2 separate regions of the Sus scrofa genome follow, and region 2 is linked to region 1. The links are chromatin contacts, called in public HiChIP or PLAC-seq maps. All regions are on one chromosome and are shown on one strand. The core of a region is the stretch at or near the end of the contact, and the rest is flanking DNA. Distances in the headings are between cores, read along the strand shown.

Evidence for each region. HiChIP or PLAC-seq counts read pairs in DNA pulled down with a chosen protein or histone mark.
Region 2: a contact with region 1 is called in an H3K27ac HiChIP or PLAC-seq map of alveolar macrophages. The contact joins the enhancer-like site here to the promoter of TCTN1 in region 1. A contact is called at or near these places in 4 of 5 promoter capture datasets (fetal liver, fetal skeletal muscle, liver and 1 more), 33 of 47 Hi-C or Micro-C datasets (adipocytes, adipose tissue, alveolar macrophages and 18 more) and 2 of 2 datasets of contacts at active chromatin or transcription factors (alveolar macrophages and skeletal muscle).

Annotation. Positions count from the first base shown.
Region 1 is chr14:31,952,068-31,958,462 of Sscrofa11.1, reverse strand. It overlaps TCTN1 (tectonic-1), which reads right to left and starts at 4,467. Exons shown (of 15, transcript XM_021074349.1): 1 at 4,152-4,467.
Region 2 is chr14:31,876,921-31,883,411 of Sscrofa11.1, reverse strand. It overlaps RAD9B (cell cycle checkpoint control protein RAD9B), which reads right to left. Exons shown (of 11, transcript XM_013982863.2): 5 at 1,311-1,410. Among named protein-coding and RNA genes, the nearest start is that of VPS29, 11 kb to the right of the region's middle. Within about 2 kb of position 1,846, at least 3 of the 83 cell types and tissues checked have an H3K27ac peak or open chromatin away from gene starts, as enhancers often do. A contact at or near this core is called in alveolar macrophages, where this site is marked.

The DNA of each region.
Region 1 (6,395 bases), core at 3,218-5,717:
TGTAGTCCAATGTATCTATTTTTTCTTTTGCTGCCTGTGCTTTTGGTGTTATATCCATCAAGTCATTTGTCAAATCCAAAAAAATTAAGATTTTTACCCCATGTTTTCTTCTAAAAGCTTAATAGTTCTCTCATATTTAGGTCTTTGATCCATTTTGAGGAATTTTTTTCTTTTTTCCTTTTTTGGGTGTCCAGAGGCATATATAGAGTACCCCGGCCAGGGATCAGATCCAAGCCGTAGTTGCCACCTAAGTCACAGCTAGAGCAACCCATTGTGCTGGGCAAGGGATTGAACCTGTGTCCCAGCGCTCCCAAAACACCCTCAGATCCCATGGTGCCACAGCAGGAACTCCATTTTAAGGAACTTTTAACTTCACTTTTTTTTCTTTTGGCAAAGGAGAAAAATTTTATTACTTTGCCAGGCAAAGGAGGTCACAGCATCTAATGCCTTAAAGACTGTGCCCTAGCAATTTTTAATTTTTTTTTTTTTTTTTTTGTCTTTTGTCTTTTTGTTGTTGTTGTTGTTGCTATTTCTTGGGCCGCTCCCGCGGCATATGGAGGTTCCCAGGCTAGGGGGCGAATCGGAGCTGTAGCCACCGGCCTACTCCAGAGCCACAGCAACGCGGGATCCGAGCCGCGTCTGCAGTCTACACCACAGCTCACGGCAACACCGGATCGTTAACCCACTGAGCAAGGGCAGGGACCGAACCCGCAACCTCATGGTTCCTAGTCGGATTCGTTAACCACTGCGCCACGACGGGAACTCCAATTTTTAATTTTTAATGTACATAAATCCAACAAAAATTCCCTAACAGGGGACCGAACCCGCAACCTCATGGTTCCTAGTCGGATTCGTTAACCACTGAGGCACGACAGGAACTCTGAAGCCATCATTTCTTATCCCAATTTTCTACATTTTCTTCCAAAAATTTTTAAAATTTGCTTTCACTTTTAACTCATGGAATTTACTCTTGTATGTGGTGTGAGTTAGGGATTCAATTTGTTTTCTTCCTCCAGAGGGAAAACCAATGTCCTCCCACCATTTTTATAGTAATTTTTTCTCATGAATCTGTAATATAACTTGCATTTCCTCTCAATTTTCCACCTACAAATGAGTTTCTTCTCCCTCTTTTTTTAAGGCTTTCTTAAAATTATATTTTATTCTGTTTATTTATATATTTGAGTGTGCCTGTGACATGTGGAAGTTCCCAGGCCAGGAATCAACCCATATCACAGCAGTGACCCAAGCCATTATAGCAATAAAACAGAACCCTTAGCCCTCTGTGCACAAGAGAACTCCTTCAAATATGCCAATTTAAAAAAAAAAAGCTTCTGTCATACTGCCAGAATAGAACCGGTGGAAAAATGAAAGACAAATAAAGGAAGATCAGCTCACTAAACTGAAGGAAGGCAGGGATTTTTTTTTTTAATTTACAGTGTTTTTTTTTTTTTTTTTTTGTCTTTTGTCTTTTGTTGTTGTTGTTGTTGCTATTTCTTGGGCTGCTCCCTCGGCATATGGAGGTTCCCTGGCTAGGGGTTGAATCAGAGCTGTAGCCACCGGCCTACGCCAGAGCCACAGCAACGCGGGATCCGAGCCGCGTCTGCAACCTACACCACAGCTCAGGGCAACGCCGGATCGTTAACCCACTGAGCAAGGGCAGGGACCGAACCCAAAACCTCATGGTTCCTAGTCGGATTCGTTAACCACTGCGCCACGACGGGAACTCCTTTAATTTACAGTATTTTTTAAATTGAAGTATAGTTGATTTACAATGTTGTATTAATTTCTGCTATACAGCAAAATGAATCATATATATACATATATATGCTCTTTTTTAGTATTCTTTTCCATTATGTTTGATCATAGGACCTTGGATATAGTTCTCTGTACTGTACAGTAAGGTCTTGTTGATTATTCCTTTCATGAATAATAACTTACATCTGCTAACCCCAACCTCCCACTCCATCCCTTCCCCAACCCCCTCCCCCTCGGCAACCAAAAGCTTGTTCCCTATGTCAAAAATTTACAGTATTTTTAATCACGCTAAAGAGAAACAGATACATAGGTCTGGAAGTGAGACTGGCAGAGGGAACAGCAGATTTCTGTCTTCTCCCATCTGGTGCCCCCTCTGGGGCATGAAATCCTTGACCTTAGGAGGAAAATGGGGGGGATGTTTGCACTCCTTAAACTGCTCGTTAGCTTGTATTTTTCTTTCTATGCTAATATAATTGGTATCACCAGGTTCCCTGTGCCCTGCGGGATGCTTTTCCTCTGTGGCCTCAAGTATCTTCCCTTCCAGCTTGCTCCCATCTTCACACTGATTACTCTCCCCAGAAGGGCAGGGATCTTTTTAAAGCTAAAACTGTTATCTTAATAGACAGATCAGACAGATATGAAAGCGAAATGAGGGGTCTTTCGGTTTGTTTTTTGTTTTCTTCTTTTGTCTTTTGAGGGCCACACCCGCAGCATATGGAGGTTGCCAGGCTAGGGATCCAATCAGAGCTGTAGCTGCTGGCCTACACCAGAGCCACAGCAATGTGGGATCCGAGCCACATCTGCAACCTACACCACAGCTGACAGTAACGCCAAATCCTTAACCCACTGAGCAAGGCCAGGGATCGAACCTGCAACCTCATGGTTCCTAGTCGGATTCGTTTCCACTGTGCTACGACAGGAACTTTAGGAAATGAGTTTTTGAAGGCTCAGCTAGGTAGATTAAGAGGCAGAAGAGAATTTCCCACAGAAGAGAATGCACAGAGGATTAAGGATCTGGCATTCGATCCTGGATTCAGTCCCTAGCCTAGGAACTTCCATATGCTACAGACATGCCCATAAATAAATAAATTTGACATATAACATTAGCTTCAAAATAATCTGATATTTGTATATTCTGCAAAATGATTACTACAGTAAGTCTGGTTAACATCCATTACCACATATGCTTACCAAAAAAAAAGTTTTTTCTTTTGTGATGGGGACTTTTAAGATCCACTCTCAGAAACTTTCAAATATGCATGACAGAATCATATTTTTGAAAACAACCTTGTTCCTCCTTGATTCCCTGAGCAAACCCATTTCCCAGAGACAAAGTCTTCCAGGCATAAGCTTCATTAACTGCCTTCTTAGCTTTTGGATTTTCATTAGCTTTCTCTACTTCAACTCACAAAGAACTGTATCTTCTATATAAGGGTCCTGTTCTTTTAATCTGTCCTCATTGTAAAAACATAACCCCATTCTGTAGGTAAACTCAGAGTCTGGACTCCCCAAATCCAAAGCCATTGATCAAGGCTTATGCAATTAACAAATCAGAGCAGACTTAGGATCCCAGTAGTGGGGTGAGCCTCACCAGCATGTGACAAACCAATGGAGTCAAGAGATCAGCCCTTTCACAGGTCCTGCTCATGACCTTGAAAGAAGCTCAGAACGAAGTACCGAGGAAGAGATTTGCAGCATCCAACTACTCCCTGTGTTGGTACTATAAAAAGGCTACAATCTCACAGACAAGAGCTCTGTTGACCCTGTAGCATTTAGCTGCCTTTGCTGTTTAAAATCCAGTCTAAAGCTTTGCTGAAAGACGTAACACATAAAGCAAAAATCTCCTCACCAAAGCCTAAACACTTGTAACTTTAAGCTCTGCCCTCTTTAAGGGAAGACTCTGGGACAGAAAGGCTTTTTTCCCAATAATGTAATCCCTGTCCAGCCACTTGCTGAGGTCAAAGCTGTACTCACATGGGTTAGGTCAAGGTCTGCCCCAGAGGTTTTTGTACTCAGGCCCCTGCCAGTTACAATCTTGCTGAACAACTATAGCTGTCACAAACTGCCCAGGTCAAGAATCCACTTGACCCACAATTACCTTTCAGCCTAGAGCCCTGACTGCACCAGAAACCTGATCTCCATGGGTTATTTTAGCCCCCAAATGTCAGCCCTCATGCCTGCCTCTGAAGTTTTCTAAAAAGAAAGCTGACATGTTGGGGGGTTATGAGGTAATAGTTCATTACCCCCTTCTTGGCTCTCCTAAATTCTAAGCCCACTGAGACGTAGATGCGTGAATCAGTCAGCTGGAGCTCCAAAGTGTCAGTTTTATTGGTAAGGCTGATTGAGAACATGGCTTTGCTATGTACACAAACCCCACCTGGATTATACTGGTTTACCTTGTCACGGCGAGTCACTGCAGGCCTCCTCCAGAGGGACAGGATCCCCACGTTGGAGCAGGAAACATGTGTAACCAAAGGTCAAATCACAGCAAGAAAGAAAAAGAGAAAAGACCCGATGCAACATGCTTACTGAGACCAAGTCCCCTGAAAACTGAGTTCCCCTGCCAAGTTTATGATTAACCTCTCATCCAAAACTTTATTCCCTTTCTTGTCCGGCCCCATCCCCTTTTGAGGAATATTAAAGAAAAAGGGGGACTGAAACTGAGCAGATCCTTGTGGGGCCTTCCCAGGTACTAGACCTTCCGCGTCCTCTACTTCTTCCTTGGCCTTTCTCCAGAGTTCTAAAGAGCATACTCGAGCAGTTAATAATTAGAATAATAGAGTCACAGGATTCCTAGTTCCTCCCAAAGGGATACAGATAACAATCTGAAACATATCTTTGAGTTGTTCTGCAGAAATTAAGGACCCCCCCCTCCCCCACTCGGTGGAGGATGGTGACAACATGCTAACCACAAGCACGTAGACCCCAGGCTGGCTGGAACCAGAAGGTTGATGATAAAGATTTCCTAAGCATCACCCTGTTACCTCACCACCAACCAATCAGAAAAATGTCCATGAGCTGGTCACGCACCCTGCAACACTCACCCCTAATGTTGCCTTTGAAAACCCTGCCTAAAAGCTATCAGGGAGCTTGAGTCTTTTGAGCACTAGCTGCCTGTTCCCGCTTGGTGCCCTTCAAAAAATGCTGTACTTTCCTTCACCACAAGCTGGTGTCATTAGATTGGCTTTGCTGAACACCTGGCAAACAGACCTGACTTCAGTTTAGTAACATTGGCATTTTCTTCTGAATCCACCAATCAGACCCACTCCTTATCTCATGGAAACAGTAAAGAAAGAGATCAAAAGTTTTCCTTCAGTAGTCTTTCTATTGAGGAGTGGCAGTTCCCTCTCCTCTATGTAAAATAGCAGAGGATAAGTTCCTTTCTAACAGCTGCCTTTGGTCTGGTGATTTATTCTCCATTCAGTAATTGTAGCCATGGTATCAGGATCACATGACATGTCTGTCAGGATTCACTTTGTTGCAAGCCAAACTCAAAGTGGCTTAGGCAAAAGAAGGAATGAATATGATTTCAGGGACCAATATTCCTTCAGGCAAAGCTGGACTCAGGGTTTTAATTGATATCAAAAGACCTCTGTTTTTTTTACCATCTCTGGGCTCTACTGTTCTCTGAACTGCCTTCATTCTCAGGCTAGCTCTTCCCAAAGCAGTGGTAAAAACGGCCACTGGCAGCTCCAAGCTTGTATTCTACTAGTTTAGAAATGCTGGTGAGAATTTCATCCAAATGCTTTCAGCAAAATCCCAGAGTGGAGTTTCATTGGTCTAGTTTGGGTCACGTGTCTTCTTTCTGGACCAATCACTATGACCAATAGAATGCAATGCTCTGACTGGTCAGACCTGGGTCACGTGTCCTCCTGCCATCCAGTTCCACCCAAACAGCACAAACCAAACTGCATGCATTATTCCTCCAAGGAAAATCAAAATACTATTCTCGGAGAATGGAGGAAATGGATTCTAGGTGGGAAAAGATGACCATCACAAACAATACAAAGCAAGATAAATTAAATGGAAAGAACAGCCTATGGCTAGTGCCTTCAAAAGGGCTTTTCAGGGCAGGTACTAAGAGTCTCCTGGACACTTCTCCAGTTAGCCCGGCTCCTGGGAGAGACATGTTGTTTGCTCCCCTTTTCTCAGCTATAAAACAAGTTGCTTGTTCTATGTGATCTCTAAGAGTCTCCTAATCAACAGCATTCACGTCTTAAGCATTTATTTAGCACCTATTGTTTGCTAGGCACTGTTCCAGACACTTGAGATAATGTGGTGAATAAAATACACAAAATCCCCTGCTCTTATGGAACTTACATTTTAGTCAATAAACAAAATAAATAAATCCTTCATGCCATGAAGAGAAATGTAGATGGAACTGTTGGGTGCTTGCATGTTTAAATAGGTGGCCAGTGCAAATGATGCAGGTAATACACATGGGAAGTGCTCAATATATTGTATTGTTCATTACTATTATTATTTCATTATTATTATTATATTAGGTTTATTATTATTACTGGCATATTAAAAGCATTTGGTGACCCCTTGGTATCTTGAACATTAAGTACCCTCAGCTTAGCATATAAGACCCTCTACAGTAGGTCCTAAACTATTTTTTTGTTTGTTTGTTTTTTGGT
Region 2 (6,491 bases), core at 597-3,096, 72 kb after region 1:
AACAGCCAGATCAGTGAGCCTGAGAGTGAATTTCCCCAAGTTCAGTCTTCAGATGAGACCACAGCCCTGGATGATGGCTTAACTTCAACCTCATGAGAAACCTTGGGCTAAAAGCACCCAGCTAAGCCACACTTATTATTTTGAAGTAATAAATGTCTGGTTATTTCTAAAGCTTTAAGCTATGGGACAATTTACTCCACAGAAACAGGAACTAATACACTATCCTATGCACTACTAACAGCATTGTTTGTGAGGGCAAAAAGCTGGAAACTACCAACTTTTCTACTAATAGGGTGATGGGTAACTAAATTACATTTCAGTCACACAATGAAAAATTATATAATCATTAAAAAGAATAAGATGGACACAGAAACTAAAAAAGCAAATTGCCAGACAAGAATAGTAGTAGGACATTTTCTTTTTAAAAAGTATGTATGTGTCTAGTATGTGATATAAATTTGAGAGAGAGGGAGAAAGAAAAAAAAAAGATATCCATAGCTACAGAGAGAGAGAAAGTTATAGAGAGACTGGCTATAAACAGAAAATGCAGAAGGATATATACCAACTTGTTATGAGGTGTTACTCTGTCAAGTAGGATATACACAGCAAGTAGATGAGAAAGACTTTCATTTTTCATTTTTGCACTCTTCCGCAAATTTTACGTATATTGCAAGGAACACACATACTTTCTCGTAATTTAAAAAACAATAAGGATAAAAGATCTTTTGGCTCACAAAGTAATTACTGTTAAATGTTTAATGCTACAGCTTAACTGAAAAATCGAGTACCTTTCACTGACAAATATGTTTCACTCCTTCTCTAGGAAAAAAAAAAACAGAAATAGGGATAAAAATCACTTCACATAAAAAATGTTAAAATATCCTTGGGCTATGTGTGTTAAGACTCAGAGAGAAGGCAGTATATTAATTCAAAATATTATTAGCTCATATATTTTTCTCTTAATGACTTAATGTAAAAAGCCACTGATGGGGTATTTCTAGAACTTTCTTGACCACTAAAGTATAATTTCTACCATTAGTCATTATTTACTATTATCTTTCTTAAGGCTTCCTCTTGATCCTGTAAGGTGATTTCTGTAAGTCCATTGTTAGGTTAAATATATATATATTTATATATATATTCATATGTCTTATATATATATATTCATGTATCTTATATATATATATTTAATGTTAGAAATACACACACACATACATATGACTGAGTTTAAAGTTCTAGAGCATTAATTCTTTACTCTGTGACCAGACTATATTCAGAAGAATAAAAATAAGCAAAAGAGAGCTCATTACCTTGGTTGAATCACTAGCATATTAGTACACATGTTCTTTTCAAAAATAACTTGCAAAGGCTGACTTTCTTGAAAACACACATTATGAATTCTTTTAATACCTTAAAAATAATAAGGAAATACATTAATAATTTCAAGTGCAAAATTAACAGATGTTTAAAAGGCTTTAAATTTCACAGCCATATAAAAATAGTAAAATTAAAGTAATATTCAATAGTTGGCAGGTACACATAGCTTACCAGAAGCACTATTCCTTAATGAATGTATTTATCGCTCCCTAGTGGACACCATGTAACATGTCACACCCTCTGACCAATCAGGTAGCAGAGCTCCCACTTCTTTTCAGGGAATTTCTTATATTGCGTGTAAAACAGTAAATACCCACTGCAGATCATATATGTATGATTCTCCTTCAGTATTTTTCATCCAAGACTGATATTTCTGGATGGAACCTCTGAAAGTAAAACCTGATCATTGGGTTCTTTTCCTCTGAGAGGAGGAAGAGAGGAGTGTGTAGCAACAACAGCTATGGCCCAATGTCCTGCAGTAGAAACTGCAGCACACATTGCACATGCAGTACCTCTGATCCTCACAATATCCCTGTGGAGTAGGTACTTAATATCAAAAGATGAAGCTATAGTTCTAGAGCTCTGTTAAGTGCTGTGCTATGCTGTTTTAACAAGTATGGCTAGATTTTGAATCTAAGTTTGTTTTTTCTCTTTTTTTTTAGCCATATTGGTGGCATGTTGAACCTGTGCCACAGCAGTGACCTGAGCTGCTGCAATGACAATGCTAAATCCTTAACCTGCTGCGCGCTACAAAGGAAATCCTCTCTCTCTTTTTTAAATTTTATGAATCTAAGTTGTATTTTGCTTTGTTTTGCTTTTTAGGGCCACACCTCTGGCATATGGAAGTTCCCAGGCTAGGGGTGGAATTGGAACTGCAGCTGCTGGCCTATGCCACAGCCACAGCAACTTGGGTCTGAGCCACATCTGTGACCTACACCACAGCTCAAGGCAACGCTGGATCCTTAACCCACTGATCGAGGCCAGGGATCAAACCCACAATCTCATGGATACTAGTTGGGTTCATAACCCTCTGAGCCACAACGGGAACTCCTCTGAATCTAAGTTTGAACATAAAGCCCATGAAATAAAATTCAGGTAGGCTATAACTTTCTACAGCATAATAATGTTACCATGAGAAGCAAAAGGATTCACTATAAATATTTCTCAACTTATTTTTAACTGAATTAATAAAAACAGCAACATTTATTATTTTCATAAATATTTACTGAGCACTTGCTGTGTACAAGGCTGATCAGCTGGCTTTTGCTGGATAACAAACCACATCAAAAATTTAGTGGTTCAAAATAACAAACATTTGTTATTTCTCACGATTGAGTGGCTCCTCTGGTGAAGGCTGGCTTAACTGTGGCTGGATCATTTTGAATGGCCTCACTTTCACATCTGGGGCCTCAAAGTTGGGACAACCGGAACAGCAGGATGGCTGGGGCCTTTCACCACCTGGTCTGCAATCTTCCAGGAGTCTACACTTTGCTGTGCTTATTTTCAGGCCGATGGAAACATTCTTAGTTTAAGAGTAGAAGCTGACATACTTTTCTTTTTTTTTCCTGCTTTTTAGGGACATACTTGGGGCATATGGAAGTTCCTGGGATAGGGGTCAAACTGGAGCTACAGTTGCCAGCCTATGCCACAGCCATAGCAACACTGGATCCGAGCCACATCTGTACCTATGCTGCAGCCTGCAGCAACACTGGATCCTTAACCTACTGAAAGAGGCCAGGGATCGAACCCTCATCCTCATGGATACTAGTCGGGTTCTTAACCTGCTGAGCTACAACAGGAACTACTGACAGGTCTCTGGAGGCCTAGGCTTGGAACCCACATAATATCACTTCTAATGCATTCTATTGATATCAAAGCAAGTCCAAGTCCAGCTGAGAGTTGGGGAAGTACTTCAGCTTTCAAAGGGAGGGCCTGCAAATAATTTATAAGTATTTTTCTGTAACCTACCATACAGGGACTACTTTTGGAGCTGTGGACTAGCGAAGAACAAATCAGACAAAAATCTCCAACCTCACAGAGCTTACATTCTAGTGAGGGGAGACAAACAATAAGAAAATAGGAAGTAGGGAGGCCCCCTGTGGCACAATAGGTTAAGGATCTGGTGTTGTCACTGCAGCACCAGGTTGCTGCTGTGACAGAGATTTGATCCCAGTCCTGGGAACTTCCACATGCTGCAGGTGTGGCCAAACAACAACAAAAACAAAAAACAGATTAAGTAAAGAGAATGCTTACTGTAGGCCAAACATTCTCTGATATAAACTGTACAAATGTTTTCTTAGATCAGTTACTCAAATTATGTTATTCAAATGTTTCTCAATGCCTTTAAATTCACTGTTTTGAGAGTTTAAAGTCATTAGCACATCTGCAGAATGCCTTTTTACAAAACCTCAAAACCTTGAAGTAGGAATCCTGTCCTTTTTTTTTTTTTTTGTCTTTTCTAGGGCCGTACCGTGGCACATGGAGGTTCCCAGGCTAGGAGTCTAATTGGAGCTGTAGCCACCGGCCTACACCACAGCTCACCTCAACGCCAGATCCTTAACCCACTGAGCGAAGCCAGGGATCAAATCTGAAACCTCATGGGTCCTAGCTGGATTCACGACGGGAGCCACGACGGGAACTCCAGCAATCCTGTCCTCTTGACATATGTCATTAATATAATGTATAAATCAGACTTCTGTTCACTCAATAAATAGCCAGGGCATCCATCTGATGGAAGTCCCTCTCTGTTGGGAACCTGTCCTTGAGCAGGACAGAATGCATTAGCATGTGTGCTTTGGATCAGAGCATGTTCTTCAGGGACAACTCACTGATTCATTTTCAGCCACTGTGGGGCCAGTGCAAATGCAAATACAGAGAATTGATAGAATAATTGCTAGGCAGTAAATATTTCGGATGAATCTTGGTTCTTGAGGATATAAAACATCTTTTTTTTTCTAATAGCAGATGCTAAATAATTTAAGAAATCACTGTTCCAGAAACCATTTATGATTAGACTCTGAGAAGTTAATCCTTTTTTAGTAGGTCATGTTTTTTCAATTGTTTTCCATCAGTGAAGAGAGCCAAATTTACTTCATTGTCCTAAATTTCTTCCCGAGTTTCAAATGTATATTTGCAGCAGTTTAGTGGATATCTCTGCCCAGGTGTTTTTTGTTTTTCTTTTTTTTTTTTCATTTTTGGCCGCCCCACTGCATATGGTGTTCCTTGGGCCAGGGATCAGATCTGAGCCATGGTTGCAACCTAAGCCGCAGCTGCAGCAATGATGGATCTTTAACCCACTGTGCTGGGTCAGGGATTGAACCTGTGTCCCATCACTCCCAAGAGGCCGATGATCCCATTGCGCCACAGCAGGAACACCAACCCAGGTGATTTTTCTCAATTACATTTGAACAATGTTTCTCCACCAGATTATTAATATAAAATTGCAAACATAATTTTCTGAGCTTCTAAAGTTTTGGAAAGTATAACTATTTATCCCAATGACTGTAGCAGCATGCACCCCCTACTTCCCCTTTCCTTCCTGAGCCATCCTTCCTGGTTGTGTAGTAGCCATGAGGTCTGGGTGGGGCTGATTTCACTTTCAGCATCACTTGTGGGCCCTTGTTGCTATAAATCAATTGATGTAATCTTATCTGCCCCCCCCCACCGCCCCACAATTGAATTTGGTCCAGATATGGCAAGAAGCCAGGGCAGTTAGAGAATGGAATTCCCCTAGCCCCCTAGGATTAGTTTAGGTTTGTCCAGTCAGAGCAAAGTCAAGCACTTTTGTTCAATGCATATATGAGGTAAGGCTCTCCCCCTGGATGTGAAAGAGCAAGCATGGCAGCCCAAGCTGCTGCTGCTGGAAGTCACCATATTATTAAAAGTTTATAAAAGAAGCTGGCCTTAGTATAAATCACATGGAGGACAGGAGAGCTGAGAGAATTTGAAACAGAAGGAAGAGAAGCAGCTGCTGCAGTCTGGATCAAACCACGCCTATGACCTCATTTTGAACTTTTCCTTTACATGAGCCAATATCCCTCCTTATTGTTTAAGGCAGTTTGAGTTGGATTTTTTTTTTTTTCTGTTACTTGTAACTTAGAGCATTCTAACACAACAACTTCCCTACAAAAGCTATTAAAAAAATCAACCAATCACAAATGTATATTGGATATTACTGTAAACAAGCCACTTGAGACATACTTAAGTGGAAAAACTGGCTGTTTGAAATCTAACTGGAAATAAAGGATGAGGATAATTGTAATAACAGTAGTTACAATTTAGTTCACCTTTTGTGTCAGGCACCATGCTATGTGCTTTACACATGTGATCTCACTTTGTCCTCACAACAACCCGGGAATCTGAGGGTAGGTAGGATTATCCCCATTTCACAGACAAGAAAATGAAGGTTCAGAGTGGTTATGTACTGTCACAAAGCTAATAAGTATAGGAGAAGCCACGTCCTTATCTGCACGATGCCAAAGCTCGCTGTGCTTTTTTAAAAAATTTTTATTGAAATATAGTTGACTTACAATGTTGTTAGTTTCAAGTGTACAGTAAAGTGATTCAGTTATATATATTCTTTTCTATTTTATTTTTATTTATTTGTCTATTTAGTGCCACATATGTGGCATATGGAAGTTCCCAGGCTAGCGGTTGAATCAGAGCTACAGTTACCGGCCTATGGCACAGTAACTCAGGATCCAAGCTGCATCTGTGACCCACACCACAGCTCACAGCAACACCGGATCCTTAACCCACTGAGCAAGGCCAGTGATCCAACCTGCATCCTCATGGGTACCAGTCAGGTTCATTATTGATGAGCCACGATGGGAACTCCTTAATTTATTTATTCATTTTACTTTTTTTTTTTTTGCTTCAGCCATGGGATATGGAAGGTCCCTAGCGAGGAATCAAATCTGAACCACAGCTGCGACCTATGCTACAGCTGTGGCAATGTCAGATCCTTAACCTATTGTGCTGGACAAGAGATCAAACCCATGCCTCAGCAGTGACCTAATCCACTGCGCCACTGTGGGAACTCCTTGTATATACATTCTTTTTTAGATTATTTTCCATTATAGATAATAACCTAGATATTAAGGATAGTTCCTTGA